Linked DNA regions of Mus musculus: all the other regions are linked to region 1. The links are chromatin contacts, called in public ChIA-PET, HiChIP or PLAC-seq and promoter capture Hi-C maps. All regions are on one chromosome and are shown on one strand. Each heading gives the region's core, a stretch centred on a gene start, on an enhancer-like site or on the middle of the called end of the contact. The rest is flanking DNA. Distances are from core to core; before and after follow the strand shown. Region 1 holds the start of Tbrg3 (transforming growth factor beta regulated gene 3). Region 2 overlaps Gm41366 (a long non-coding RNA gene). Region 3 holds the start of Rrp7a (ribosomal RNA processing 7 homolog A (S. cerevisiae)). Region 4 has its middle 24 kb from the start of Nfam1.

The links. ChIA-PET counts read pairs in DNA pulled down with a chosen protein or histone mark. HiChIP or PLAC-seq counts read pairs in DNA pulled down with a chosen protein or histone mark. Capture Hi-C pulls out chosen DNA fragments and counts their contacts.
Region 2: a contact with region 1 is called in an RNA polymerase II ChIA-PET map of memory CD8 T cells, with 22 read pairs. The contact joins the enhancer-like site here to the promoter of Tbrg3 in region 1. A contact is called at or near these places in 4 of 39 promoter capture datasets (the C10 cell line, the HPC-7 cell line, cranial neural crest and 1 more), 1 of 484 Hi-C or Micro-C datasets (nephron progenitors), 13 of 115 datasets of contacts at active chromatin or transcription factors (embryonic basal ganglia, embryonic forebrain, embryonic hindbrain and 8 more) and 3 of 9 other capture datasets (adipose tissue, liver and pancreatic islet).
Region 3: a promoter capture Hi-C map of liver shows a contact between it and region 1. The contact joins the promoter of Rrp7a here to the promoter of Tbrg3 in region 1. A contact is called at or near these places in 8 of 39 promoter capture datasets (the 3T3-L1 cell line, 3T3-L1-derived adipocytes, cranial neural crest and 4 more), 3 of 484 Hi-C or Micro-C datasets (B cells, CD8 T cells and cortical neurons), 8 of 115 datasets of contacts at active chromatin or transcription factors (craniofacial prominence, effector CD8 T cells, embryonic basal ganglia and 5 more) and 3 of 9 other capture datasets (adipose tissue, liver and pancreatic islet).
Region 4: an H3K4me3 HiChIP or PLAC-seq map of forebrain shows a contact between it and region 1, with 4 times the contacts expected there. The contact joins the enhancer-like site here to the promoter of Tbrg3 in region 1. A contact is called at or near these places in 19 of 39 promoter capture datasets (the 3T3-L1 cell line, 3T3-L1-derived adipocytes, the HPC-7 cell line and 12 more), 13 of 484 Hi-C or Micro-C datasets (B cells, the C3H10T1/2 cell line, CD4 T cells and 7 more), 23 of 115 datasets of contacts at active chromatin or transcription factors (DN3 thymocytes, astrocytes, bone marrow-derived macrophages and 15 more) and 3 of 9 other capture datasets (adipose tissue, liver and pancreatic islet).

The regions. Positions count from the first base shown.
Region 1 is chr15:82,897,110-82,899,809 of GRCm38.p6, reverse strand. It overlaps Tbrg3 (transforming growth factor beta regulated gene 3), which reads left to right and starts at 1,349. Exons shown (of 1, transcript NR_027799.1): 1 at 1,349-2,700. The region is part of intron 1 of Tcf20 (transcription factor 20); the gene reads left to right. It overlaps Gm20324 (predicted gene, 20324), which reads right to left and starts at 730. Exons shown (of 4, transcript NR_045068.1): 1 at 542-730.
Region 2 is chr15:83,074,890-83,077,589 of GRCm38.p6, reverse strand. It overlaps Gm41366 (a long non-coding RNA gene), which reads left to right. Exons shown (of 3, transcript XR_875504.1): 3 at 1,116-1,914. Among named protein-coding and RNA genes, the nearest start is that of Gm41366, 5.9 kb to the left of the region's middle. Within about 2 kb of position 1,424, at least 25 of the 459 cell types and tissues checked have an H3K27ac peak or open chromatin away from gene starts, as enhancers often do. A contact at or near this core is called in memory CD8 T cells, where this site is marked.
Region 3 is chr15:83,121,339-83,124,157 of GRCm38.p6, reverse strand. It overlaps Rrp7a (ribosomal RNA processing 7 homolog A (S. cerevisiae)), which reads left to right and starts at 1,357. Exons shown (of 7, transcript NM_029101.4): 1 at 1,357-1,496; 2 at 2,184-2,326. The coding sequence starts at 1,424.
Region 4 is chr15:83,055,561-83,058,361 of GRCm38.p6, reverse strand. No RefSeq gene overlaps it. Among named protein-coding and RNA genes, the nearest start is that of Nfam1, 24 kb to the right of the region's middle. Within about 2 kb of position 1,536, at least 89 of the 459 cell types and tissues checked have an H3K27ac peak or open chromatin away from gene starts, as enhancers often do. A contact at or near this core is called in embryonic forebrain, forebrain, hippocampal neurons and 3 more, where this site is marked.

The DNA of each region.
Region 1 (2,700 bases), core at 100-2,599:
TATTTCCTGTGTGTTGGGAGAATGGAGAGAAAAAACCCGGAGCCGAGCCGCCTTCGGCCCCTGCGAGGCGGCCACGGCCTCAGCCGGGGGAGCCCTCCCTGAGGCGCGCCGGAGCGGGGAGTGAGCCAGCGAGCGCGCGGGCCGGAGCGAGCCTCTAGGGGCCGCGGCCCCGGCCCGCCCCGCCGTCGGCCTGGGCGTCCGCGCTGGAGGCGGTGGAGGCACCCCCACCCCCACCCCGCGCCGCGCCGCCGCCCCCTCCCCTCCCAGCGCCGGCGGAGGCCGAGGGACGGGCCGGGGGGCTCCTGCAGGTAACCGCCGCCCGGCCTGAGGAGAAAGGGCAGCCCGAGGGGCCGGGACCGGGCCGCGCCGCTCAGGCTGGCTGCTGGGAGCACAGGTCGTGGCCCGGCCCGCCCTGCAAGTGCTGAGCCTCGGGAGTCGCGGAGCGGGCTGAGGGGACCGGCGTGGGCTGCCGAGGGGTCAACGGCCAGGACCGGCGTCAGGGCAGAGCGGCCGGAGGCTCTGGGGCTGCGGGCGGAGATACCTGGTCGTTGCGGCCTGAGGTGCTGAGGGGTCCACGTTCTTGGCAGCCCCGCGGGGACCGGCGTTGCTGGCCTCTTGGCCGGGGGCTGGGGGCGAGGCACCCGTGAAGGGCCGGGCTTGGAGCGGGCCGGGGAGGGGCCGGCTGGGGCTGGCGGAGCAGCCGCGCGAACACCTGAGGCCATGTGGATGCGGCTGCCTGTCGCCTGCCGGCGGCCCAGAGCAGGTACCCGGCGGCGGGGCGCGAGCTAGGGGCGCAGGATGCACTTCCTGTGTGGGGCGCTCTCCCCTCCCCCGCCGCGGTGAGCAGGGCAGGGCGCAGGGTCCCGCGGAGTCCACGAAGGAGCTCTTTCTCGCGGGTAGGGGATGGGAAGGCGAGGCTCTGAGTCTCTCTTCCTCATTCTCACGGAAAAGTGGTGGCTTATAGAAGAGTTTGCTATCCGGCCTGCGGCGGGAGGTGGGATGTCTTGAGTGCGCCGGGATGGGAGTGGAATTTAGTGTGTGTGTGTGTGTGTGTGTTGGGGGGGGGCAGTGGAGCTGCGGATTCCTCCACGGTTTGTGGGTGCGGACACCAGTTTTGCTTGCCTGCCTGTATTCAACTCCTTTGGGGACGAATCAGAATTAGGGGTTTCTACCCGAGCTCTGCGTTCTCCCTCCAGAGATTAGATGACTCTGGTAAATGCTATAAAAATGGATGGAATTTTTGAGCTATTATCTAACAGGCTGATCTTTGAATGATAATTGGACCCTTATGTTAACAGCCTTAGTGAAGAGTTTTATAAAAGATTTTACATGGGGTGGCATTGGCAGCTGGGGAAACGGCACTAAATTCTGATCTAGGAGGCCTGGAATGCACTTCCAGCTTGGCCACCAAATAAACTGTAGCCCTGGGCAAGTTACCTACCCTCTCATGCCTCAATTACACTTCTGTTAAAGACTCCCTTGCAGGCCAGACATTTCGAAGGTTTATTTGAGTTTGGTTTGGTGGTTCTTCCACTCCGGTTTTGTGCTCGCTCTCATTTTGATCATAGGAACTTTACTGAGAGATGTAAGATGCGCCTCACTGGCTTGAGAAGTAACTTGGTCAGGGTAGTTTGTGCTCAATTCCCAGTGCTTTTCTGTGCTTCTGAAGAGAAAACGCACACTATTAATAGCAGTCTAGCTTATGTTGAATGCACATTATTATGCTTTTTTTTTTTCCTTTGTGATAAGAGTTTTCCGAAAAAGCACTGGCTAATTGGGAAATATGGATGCGATGATTGGGTCTGTTTTTGTTGGAAGCCCTTTCCACGTGGGGAAGGGATGCTATTTCAAGATCTTTTAGGTGACTCTTACTTGGCTAACTTCAAATTCCAATTTCAGTCTTGGAGTAGGGATAAAGTAGAATTAGCTATGCGATGTAGTAGGCTTGCAGAATTAATATCCACCTCAGGATGCAGTAAATGGTTTGCATCCCCGGTTTATTCCTAGTGGTAGCAGGGTACTTCCCTGGCAGATGCTGAAGAACCCGTTAGTTTTACTGATTTTCTGGTGTGTGAGGGCCCTGGGCCATATGCTTTTGAATGGTAAGTACTCTTAGACCAACTTGGATTTTGCTCTTGTTTGTGGAAGACTTTGTTTTGTTTTGTTTTTGTTTGTTTTTTTGTTTTTGCTCAATTCCCCATAAAATATAGCTCACTATGGTTTTTTTAGATCATTTTTTAAAAAATTTTGGTCTGTATAGCCTTAATGGTCTTTAAACGTGGATGGCAAAATGGGCTCATAATGTTTATCTTGTGTATGTGTTAAAAGAAGGTTTTCTTTTATATTAGTTAAAATCATGCCTGTCACATAAGGAGACACTTAAGATTATACATATGAGTTATTTGGAATTTTTTATTAGGACTTGAATTATGACCTCATGTTTACTGTATGATTTGAAAAAGTGCCAGTTACTTGAATTAGAAGCACCTCTCACACTCAAGTATGTATTATGCTTGTTTTATGGCTTATGAAAAAATTACTATAAAGCTTTACTGTGGTAGTTTGTGAGTGTGTATGTATGTACGTATGTATATGAGAGATCTTACATAGGTAAGATAGTAGGAGAATTGCCTTTATTAAGTTTTAACTTAGAGAGGAAAGGAAGCTAACATTTACGTTAAAAACAAAAACAATGTATGG
Region 2 (2,700 bases), core at 175-2,674, 180 kb before region 1:
ACTCTATAGGGACTGTGGCTGTGAGGGTCACCTGAGGACATGTCCTTACTTCGTTGTCACAGACTACTAGAGCTGGGGTGGGTGGGCAGTGGATGCAGACTTGCAAATGTAACGACAGCCCGCTTAGACCATCTAGCCATGCCAGCTGGTCTGCTTGGTCTGTGAGACATTCTCTTAAGTTGTCATTGTTGTTTACGCAGAAGGTCTGACATTATAGCCCAAGCTGGCCTGGAAATCACTATGTAGCCCAGGCTGTTCATGAAATTCCTGTCTCAGATCACAGGCGAAAGCCACCATGCCTGGGGCTATGTGCCATTCTTTTTTTTAAGATTTAGTTTTGTGGGGCTGGAGAGATGGCTCAGCAGTCAAGAGCACTGGCTACCCTTTTCGAAGATAGGTGTTCTGTTCCCAGCCATGGCCACCAACAACTGGTTGTAACTCCAGTTGCAGCAGATCCACACCTTCCATGGCCTCTGCAGGGATGCTGGCACTCAGGAGCAGAGGCAGGCAAATCTCTGAGTTTGAGGCTAGCCTGGTCTACAGAGTAAGTTCCTAGACAGCCAGGGCTACACAGAGAAACCCTGTCTCAGAATAAAAGAAAAACTATTTTGCCAAGTGTGATGGCACATGTCCCTGGAATACCAGCACTTGAGAGGCAGAGGTAGAGGCAGAAGGGCTGCTGAAAGTTAGAGACTGGCTTGGTCTCCATAGCAACTTTCAGGCATTGCAGGATCTGACTTTAAAGGAACAGAATAGAATGGCCTTTCCCAGTGTAGCTTTAAGGCCCGACTCCACCCACCCAGTCCATCCTGGGCCTCTGTCTTGTCGGCTGTAAACGGCTGTGCACACTGTCATTGGCTGTGAGGCTTAAACCAGCCAAGGGCTCAGAGGTTTGCCTGGCACAGGTGGGTCTTGAGGCTCCTTAGCCGTCAATTGACCAATTCCTTAGTCAAGACATAATGTGCTCAAACTTAGGGGGCTGCAGACATCACCAGGAGATGCTCTGCCAGGAAGAGGGCAGAAGCAAATGTGTTTGATGGGAGCAGAGAAAACTCTCTGAATGTACACACCTAGCCTTTATTTATGTGTGTGTGTGTGTGTTTAATGTGTTCTAGGGATCTGAAGAGTTCATCGTGTTTGCCGGCAAGCACTTTACCAGCTGAGCCGCATCCCCAGCCCCACCCACTTGTGGACTTCTTCAAGTGAGCATGTCGCTATCCTTGGTCCTCCTAGTGATGGGGAAGGCAGGACGGATGGAGGCACGTTGTTGTTAGGAAGAGCCTGAGGAGGCTGCTGTGGATCTTACTGTTTGCATAGGAGAGGGAGGCCATTTCCAGCTCAGGAAACAGCCTGACCACAGGCGTGGAAGAGAATGTCTAACGGGCAGAGGGACTGGCAGGAAGTCCTGCGGCACAGGCGGAGGGGCACAGAGGACGTGGGAGTCAATCTCACCTGTAAACACACATTGCGCAATCGAACGCGGCGTGATGCCAGCTCAGAAACGTGAGCGATTGTTGGTTTTGAATCGGCTCTAGCTGCGTTATGCGGTTTTTCTTTGTTCATTTCTCACACGTTATAGGGTGCTCTTGCCAGAGACTTGTCAATACCCGTCTCTTCGAGGATCCAGCTGTGGCTCCACTGATTCGCTCTTGGTTTTATCCTTGACAGATCTGTTTCCTCTGTGATTTCCCTCCTTCCTATTTTGTTATCAGCTACCAGTTATCAGCCTTGGGTTTTCTGTTCTGTGGTGGGCACTGAAGGTTACGCCTCCCCGGAGCCTTGCTTTAGAATGAATGTCCTTCTAGGTTCATCTCCTGATGACCTCACTGTCTTAGTTCTGAGTAGTTTCTTGTTTCCCTTCCCTTTTCTTTCTTTCTTTTTTGTTTTTTGTGTTTTGTTTTGTTTTGAGACAAGGTTTCTCTGTGTAGCCCTAGCTGTTCTGGAACTCATTCTGTAGACTAGACCAGACTGGCCTCAAACTCAGACATCCCTCTGTCCCACTCCACATACACACCCATGTTGGGATTAAAGGCATTCTTTTTTAGAAATATTTATTTATTTATTATATGTTAGTACACTATAGGCGTCTTCAGACACCCCAGAAGAGGGCATCAGATCTCATTACAGATGGTTGTGAGCCACCATGTGGTTGCTAGGATTTGAACTCAGGACCTTCGGTAGAGCAATCAGTGCTCTTAACCATTGAGCCATCTCTCCAGCCCCAATTAAAGGCATTCTTAAGTTTCTTGTTTTCTTCTGAGGTTTCCCTTACCTTTAAAAACACTTTTTTAAAAGACAGGCTCTTATGTAGCACCAGCTATCCTAAAATTGACAATGTAGCCATGGCTGTCTTTGAACTCTTTTGCATGTGTGTGTGTGTGTGTGTGTGTGTGTGTGTGTGCGTGTGTGATGTCTGTATGTATATGCATACATTTGTGTGTATGTGGTTGTGTGCGCCACAACACACATGTGGAAGTCAGGGGATAGCCTTGGGTAACAGTTTTTACCGTCATCCTTTTGGGACAGGGATGTTTGTGGTAAGGTCCAGGCTTAGCTGACCCACCAGTTCCAGGGATTCTCCTGCCTTTCATCTCACCATAGGAGCACTAAGATCACAGGCACACTGTGTACCTGTGTTTACACGTGTCTGGGCACGGCACTCAGGTTTACACACTTGTATGGCCGGTGTATTTACTTGCT
Region 3 (2,819 bases), core at 108-2,607, 220 kb before region 1:
TGTTTCATGAAACTGGAAATAAAGCCTTCCTCCCCACATTACTTCTTAGTCGTGTGTCATCACAGCAACGGTAACCCTAATGAACACACAAGTATCCTCCTGCTTCAGCCAGGATTAAAGCCATGCCCAGATGGATAAAGTTTATTTGGGCTCACTTCAGTTTGTAAAAATTTAAAAAATCTGCCAAGCATGGGTGATGTGTGGCAGTGTCCACCTTTAATCCCAGCACTGGAGGAGACAGAGGCAGACAGATCTCATGTGAAACTGAACCCAGCCTAGTCTACATAGCTAGCCTCAGGTCAGCCCAGGCTACATGGTGAAATCCTGTCTCAGCACACACACAGTATTTTCTTGAGGGAGAGAGCTCATGCCATGAGGCATAAGCCATGGAGTGGGTGTGGAGGTCAAAGGATAACTTGCTGAAAACAATTCTCATCTTCCATGGATGTAATTCAAGATGTCAGGCTTGCCAGCAAGTACTCTTTGTTTACAGTTTCAACCCCAGGCCTCTCAGCCCCTTGCTCTCTCAACTAAAGAGACTGACTGTTCATGGCATCTCACTGCACAAAATCCCAGTTGCACCACGATTTATACGGAATGCTATTTATTTTTTAAAAATTTATAGTCGGGGGCTGGTGAGATGGCTCAGCGGGTAAGAGCACTGACTGCTCTTCCAGAGGTCCTGAGTTCAAATCCCAGCAACCACATGGTGGCTCACAACCATCCGTAATGAGATCTGTCACCCTCTTCTGGTATGTCTGAAGACAGCTACAGTGTACTTATGTAAAATAATAAATAAATCTTTAAAAAAAAAATCTCAAATAAGCCAGGCAGTGGTGGCACACGCCTTTAATCCCAGCACTCGGGAGGCAGAGGCAGGCAGATTTCTGAGTTCGAGGCCAGCCTGGTCTACAGAGAAAGTTCCAGGACAGCCATGGCTATACAAAGAAACCCTGTCTCAAAGAAAAAAAAAAATTATAGTCGGGCAGTGGTGGCACACGCCTTTAATCCCAGCACTTGGGAGGTAGAGGCAGGCGGATTTCTGAGTTCGAGGCCAGCCTGGTCTAGAGTGAGGACAGTCAGAACTACACAGAGAAACCCTGTCTCGAAAAACAAACAAAAATTATGTGTTGAGTGTGCCTGTGCACCACGTGTCCTGGAACTGGGTTCCAGATAATTTTTGAGTGATCGGAAACGAACCCCTATCCTCTGGAAGAGCAGCCAGTGCTCTTTCCATTTATTGCTCCAGCCTCCCTCTACTTCCCAATAGGACAGGGAAGGCTAAATCTTAGGGCCGGGCAAGATCCCGGGAGGCGGGCCTAGGGCTGAGAGGGCGGGGCCCCGCGTGACGCCGTCGTCGTGGAAACGCAGCGGCGCCGGAACACGGAACTCCCAGCCGTCTCTGCGCTCCCAGTTGGCCAAGATGGTGTCTCGCAGGAAGAAACGGAAGGCTGGCGGCCACGAGGAGAGCATACCGAGCCCACCGGGGTATTCAGGTGAGCAGCTGAGGGCCAGGGACCCACCATTTTGCGGGAAGGTGGCTTGCAGGTGGCAGAGGCCCTGGCAACTCGTCAGGTATCGGGGTGCAGGACCCCGCCGCCCCGACTCTGGGTGCTGATTCCGCGGCTGTTCCTCCGAAAGGCCTTGGGCTCGGGCGCGGTTCCTCCAGGCGGCGCCAGGCGTCCTAGGCCCAGCGTTGCAGCTTCGTCGTCCTCAGAAGCTAGTTATCCGCTGTTCTGCTCGTGTCTCGTTCTTTAACAAGCGCTTCCGCAGCTGTCGCCCTCCCAGCCCCGAGATTCGCATCCCACTGGTGTAGACTTAACTGGGAAGGTGGGGCTAAGTCGGCAGGAGGGGTGGGGGGGGGGGAGTTAGCCCTAAACGAAGAATGGGTGGAGGGAAGAGAGTTGGTGTGCCAAGCAGAGCAGCCCATGCTATGGGGGGGGGGGGGGGGGGCTGATGATGTCAGACAGCGGATGCTCCGAGAACGCAACACTGTGCCCGCCCCCTCAGCCTCCTGCGGTGATTATCCGAATACATTTCCCTCCAGCTTCCCGTGGATGGGTGGATGAACAGGCGGGCCGATGGAGCTAGAAAGAGACATAGTGAATTGGAACTTGGGTGGCATAGACACAGACCTCCTTTCAGGGTACCCCAAACTCTCCTGCGCTCGTTTCCCCTGTTAGCTGTTCCAGTCAAGTTCTCGGCAAAGCAGCAGGCTCCTCATTACCTCTACATGAGACAGCACCGAGTTCGCCAAGGCACCCAGTCCACATGGCCTCCCGATCGAACCCTTTTTATCCTTAATGTGCCCCCGTACTGCACACAGGTAAGAGTCTGGTAGACCAGTGGGTTGTGAATGGGGGCTTGCCACGGGCCCTACAGAATCCTGGTGGTCAGATGGAAATTCCTACAAAACCCTCAGTGGAGGATGTTGAAAGACTGGGAGTTTCAGAATAAAAATATGTTTTGTTTTTTTTTTTTTCTCCCTGCCGCCGTCTAGGCAGGGTCCCCCTCTCCCTGGGCTGTTCAGAACTTCCTGAGGCTCAGGCTGGCCTCGAACTTGCTGTACTTCCCCACCCTCCCCGTCTCAACTCATTACAGTTATGAGTGGTCACACCTGGTTTGGAAATTATCCTTCCAACCATTATTTTATTTGTTTGTCTGTTAGTTTTTCATTTTTAAAAGACAAGTCTAACAGTAATCACTGCAGTTCTTTCTAGACATACTTATTAATTTTTTACAGAAAGCATGACATTTGTAGTTCTGTTTCAGACGGGGTCTCTTGCAGCATGAGCTGGCTTCCTACTCACTGTGTAGGT
Region 4 (2,801 bases), core at 287-2,786, 160 kb before region 1:
GATTTGTATGACTGTCACTAAAAAAGCCAGCCAGCAAAAATGGCTTGAGCGGACCTAGCCCCGGTCTTTTATTTTTGGCAAGGAAGAATAGAAGAGATGAGTAAATGCTCCCCCTGTTGCCACACAAATCTTTGGTCCTGTTCACCCTCCCTGCTGTGCTACATCTCCTGTCCTTGGCTCACTCCCCCTCACTCTCCAGCCTCGCTGGGCTCTGCTGACAAACTGACAAGAGACATTGTTGCCATTTCATCATGCCCCGTCCTTATCAAAGCTGTTCTCAGAAAACTTCCCTGTAGAATGTTCTGGAGTTGGCTGTGGGCACACAGCTTTGTAAATGTACTTAAAAAAAAATTAAATTGTATACTTTAAGTAGTCACGTTTTACAGTTAAATCTTCATAAGGCTATTCCCGGCTCCCTCTTCCTTTCCTTTATGAGAAGGGGAGTCACACTGGTCTCAGACTTGTCACTCAGTCTCAGTCTCCAAAATGATGGGATTACAGGTATTGCTGCCCCCTGGTTTGTTCACTTAATTAAAAAAAATTATGTGTATGGGTATTTTGCCTGCATGTATGTTTATGCGTTACATGCATGCAGTGCTAACAGAGGCCAGAAGAGGGCGTCAGAGCCCCTGAAATGGGAGTTACAGGTGGCTGGGAGCCATGTGGGTGCCGGGAATCAAACGGTCTTCTGTTAAGAACACCCCGCATTCTTAACCCCGGCGCCATCTCTCCAGCCCACCAGTTTACTTTTTAAGTACAAGAGAATTGTAGGGCAACAACCCTGTGCTGGGCTGTCATATCAAACGTCTCCAGTTCACTGCCCTGTTTTGCGGCATCTATGACTTGCACCGCCTTTCCTAACTGGGACATCCCTACTGCAGCCTCCTGCCAGCTAGTTCCTGGCTGTTCTCAAGGCTGAGTTTCTAACTTTGTCTTTACTGGCTATTTACCTCTGTCGCTGCTACAGTCACAGCTGTACTGACCCATCAGTTTGTCAGGTGTCTCTGGCTCTATCTCTGCAGCAACCGGGGCTGGCTTGGTGCCTAGCCCCTCCACATTTGACTTTACCCATCCCCCTATTGATTCTTGGGCCCTCTATAGCCAATGAGAATATATATAGTCCACACTAGGCTCATGGAGACTTCAGAAGTATGGTTATAGCTCCGCCCTCCCCGCCCCCCATTTAGCTTTTTCTTAACCTCTGAATTAACAATTAGCAATTTAGCAAGAACCACCTTCCTTGTCTTTCCAGAATGCTGCTTCTACCTTTGGGGGGTGGGGAGGGGTGAATAGACAAGGGGACTACATGTTCTCACAGAATGAGAGAGGAAAAGGCCAATTAACATTCAGCTAAGAGAGAGCATGATTTCTCCTATCAGCAATAAAAACTGACAGCTCTATCAGAAAATGAGCCGGGGGAGCCACAAAGCCTGGCAAGGCAGGGCGCCTGCAGCCCCAGCAGGAGTGATGAAGATGGCTGAGGGCAGGAACCGCTGCTGGGAGTCAGGGAACCACCAAAGGAAGCGCCTGGGGAGCCCAGCGGCTGCCACTCGGCTCCCGCTTTTGATCCCGCCCCAGGCAAGAAGAGCAGTGCTGCGCAGGCTTTATCCCTGTGACTCGGAGCTGCCACTCTCCCGCCGGCCTCTCCCCACGCACTCGTTTCCCCCTAACCTTATCATAAAAGGAGGCCACGTGGTGTCTATTTATGGCAGCGCGGTGGTCCGGGGAGAGGAGGCTCGCGGTGTGCCAATTCTGAGAGCTGGTGGAATTGCTCCGGTCCTTCGGAGCTTGCCATGCGGTGAAAGAATAAACGATGTGGGGGCAGGGCCGTGACTCCCACTGCACCTCCAGCTGACATCCAAGTCCCTTCCTCAGAGCCTCCGGGGTGATTTGTGTTATCAATCAGAGCTGCTGAACAGATCGGGCCTCCTAGAGCCCTAGAGCAAGAACCGAGCCGTGAGATGAGAGGAGGGTGGGTATGGGGGGGGGGGCACCCTCATTTGGCTTGAAAGAGAAGATCGGTCCCTTTACAAAACTACATTTCTACTTGATGCTTAAGTAGAATGGCTTTTAAAAACGGAAAGAGAGGACGCCAGCGAGAGAGGGAAGCTGCAGTGGTCTAGGGGCTGGCGAGATGGCTCAATGGACAAAGGGTCTTGCGGCCCATGCCGAGCTAGAGGACCTAAATATGAGCCCACCCTCATGACAGGAGGAGAGAATTGATTCCTGAAAGTATTTTGTCCTTCACAGGATCTCACCCTCCCTCCCTTCTCTTTCTCCATCCTTCGCCCCCTCCCTTCCCAGCCCCCCTCCTTTCTCCTGTTCCCCTCCCCCTCCCCCTCCCTCCCACCACCACCACCAAAAAAAAAAAAGTAGTGTAGAGTATATTGCTTGCTTTCATCTTCAGCACAGCAGGGGCAGTTTGGGGCTGCTTGTGCATACTTCTGTATATATGACAATGAAACAGAGGCAGAGGCAGAGGCAGAAATGCCCAGGCATCCTCGGGGCTATCCTGGGCCTATCCTGGACCCCGTTCTTCTGAGAGGTCTTTAGCATCCTGATCAGGCTCAGCAGCACAGATGACAGCTGTGGTGTTCTGGTTAGCTCTCTGTGTGCGTTTATTGAGACAAATGCTCCTCCTGTAGTCTGGGGTGACCTTGAACTCACTGTGTGGCTGAGGATGGCCTGGATGGAGCCTCTCATCTTTTGCCACCTCCCGGGTCCAGCCTGCATGCTTTTGAACTTGAATTTTAATCCAGTCTCACATCTAAAACGATTTCCCTTCTTTTGGGTCTCAGTAC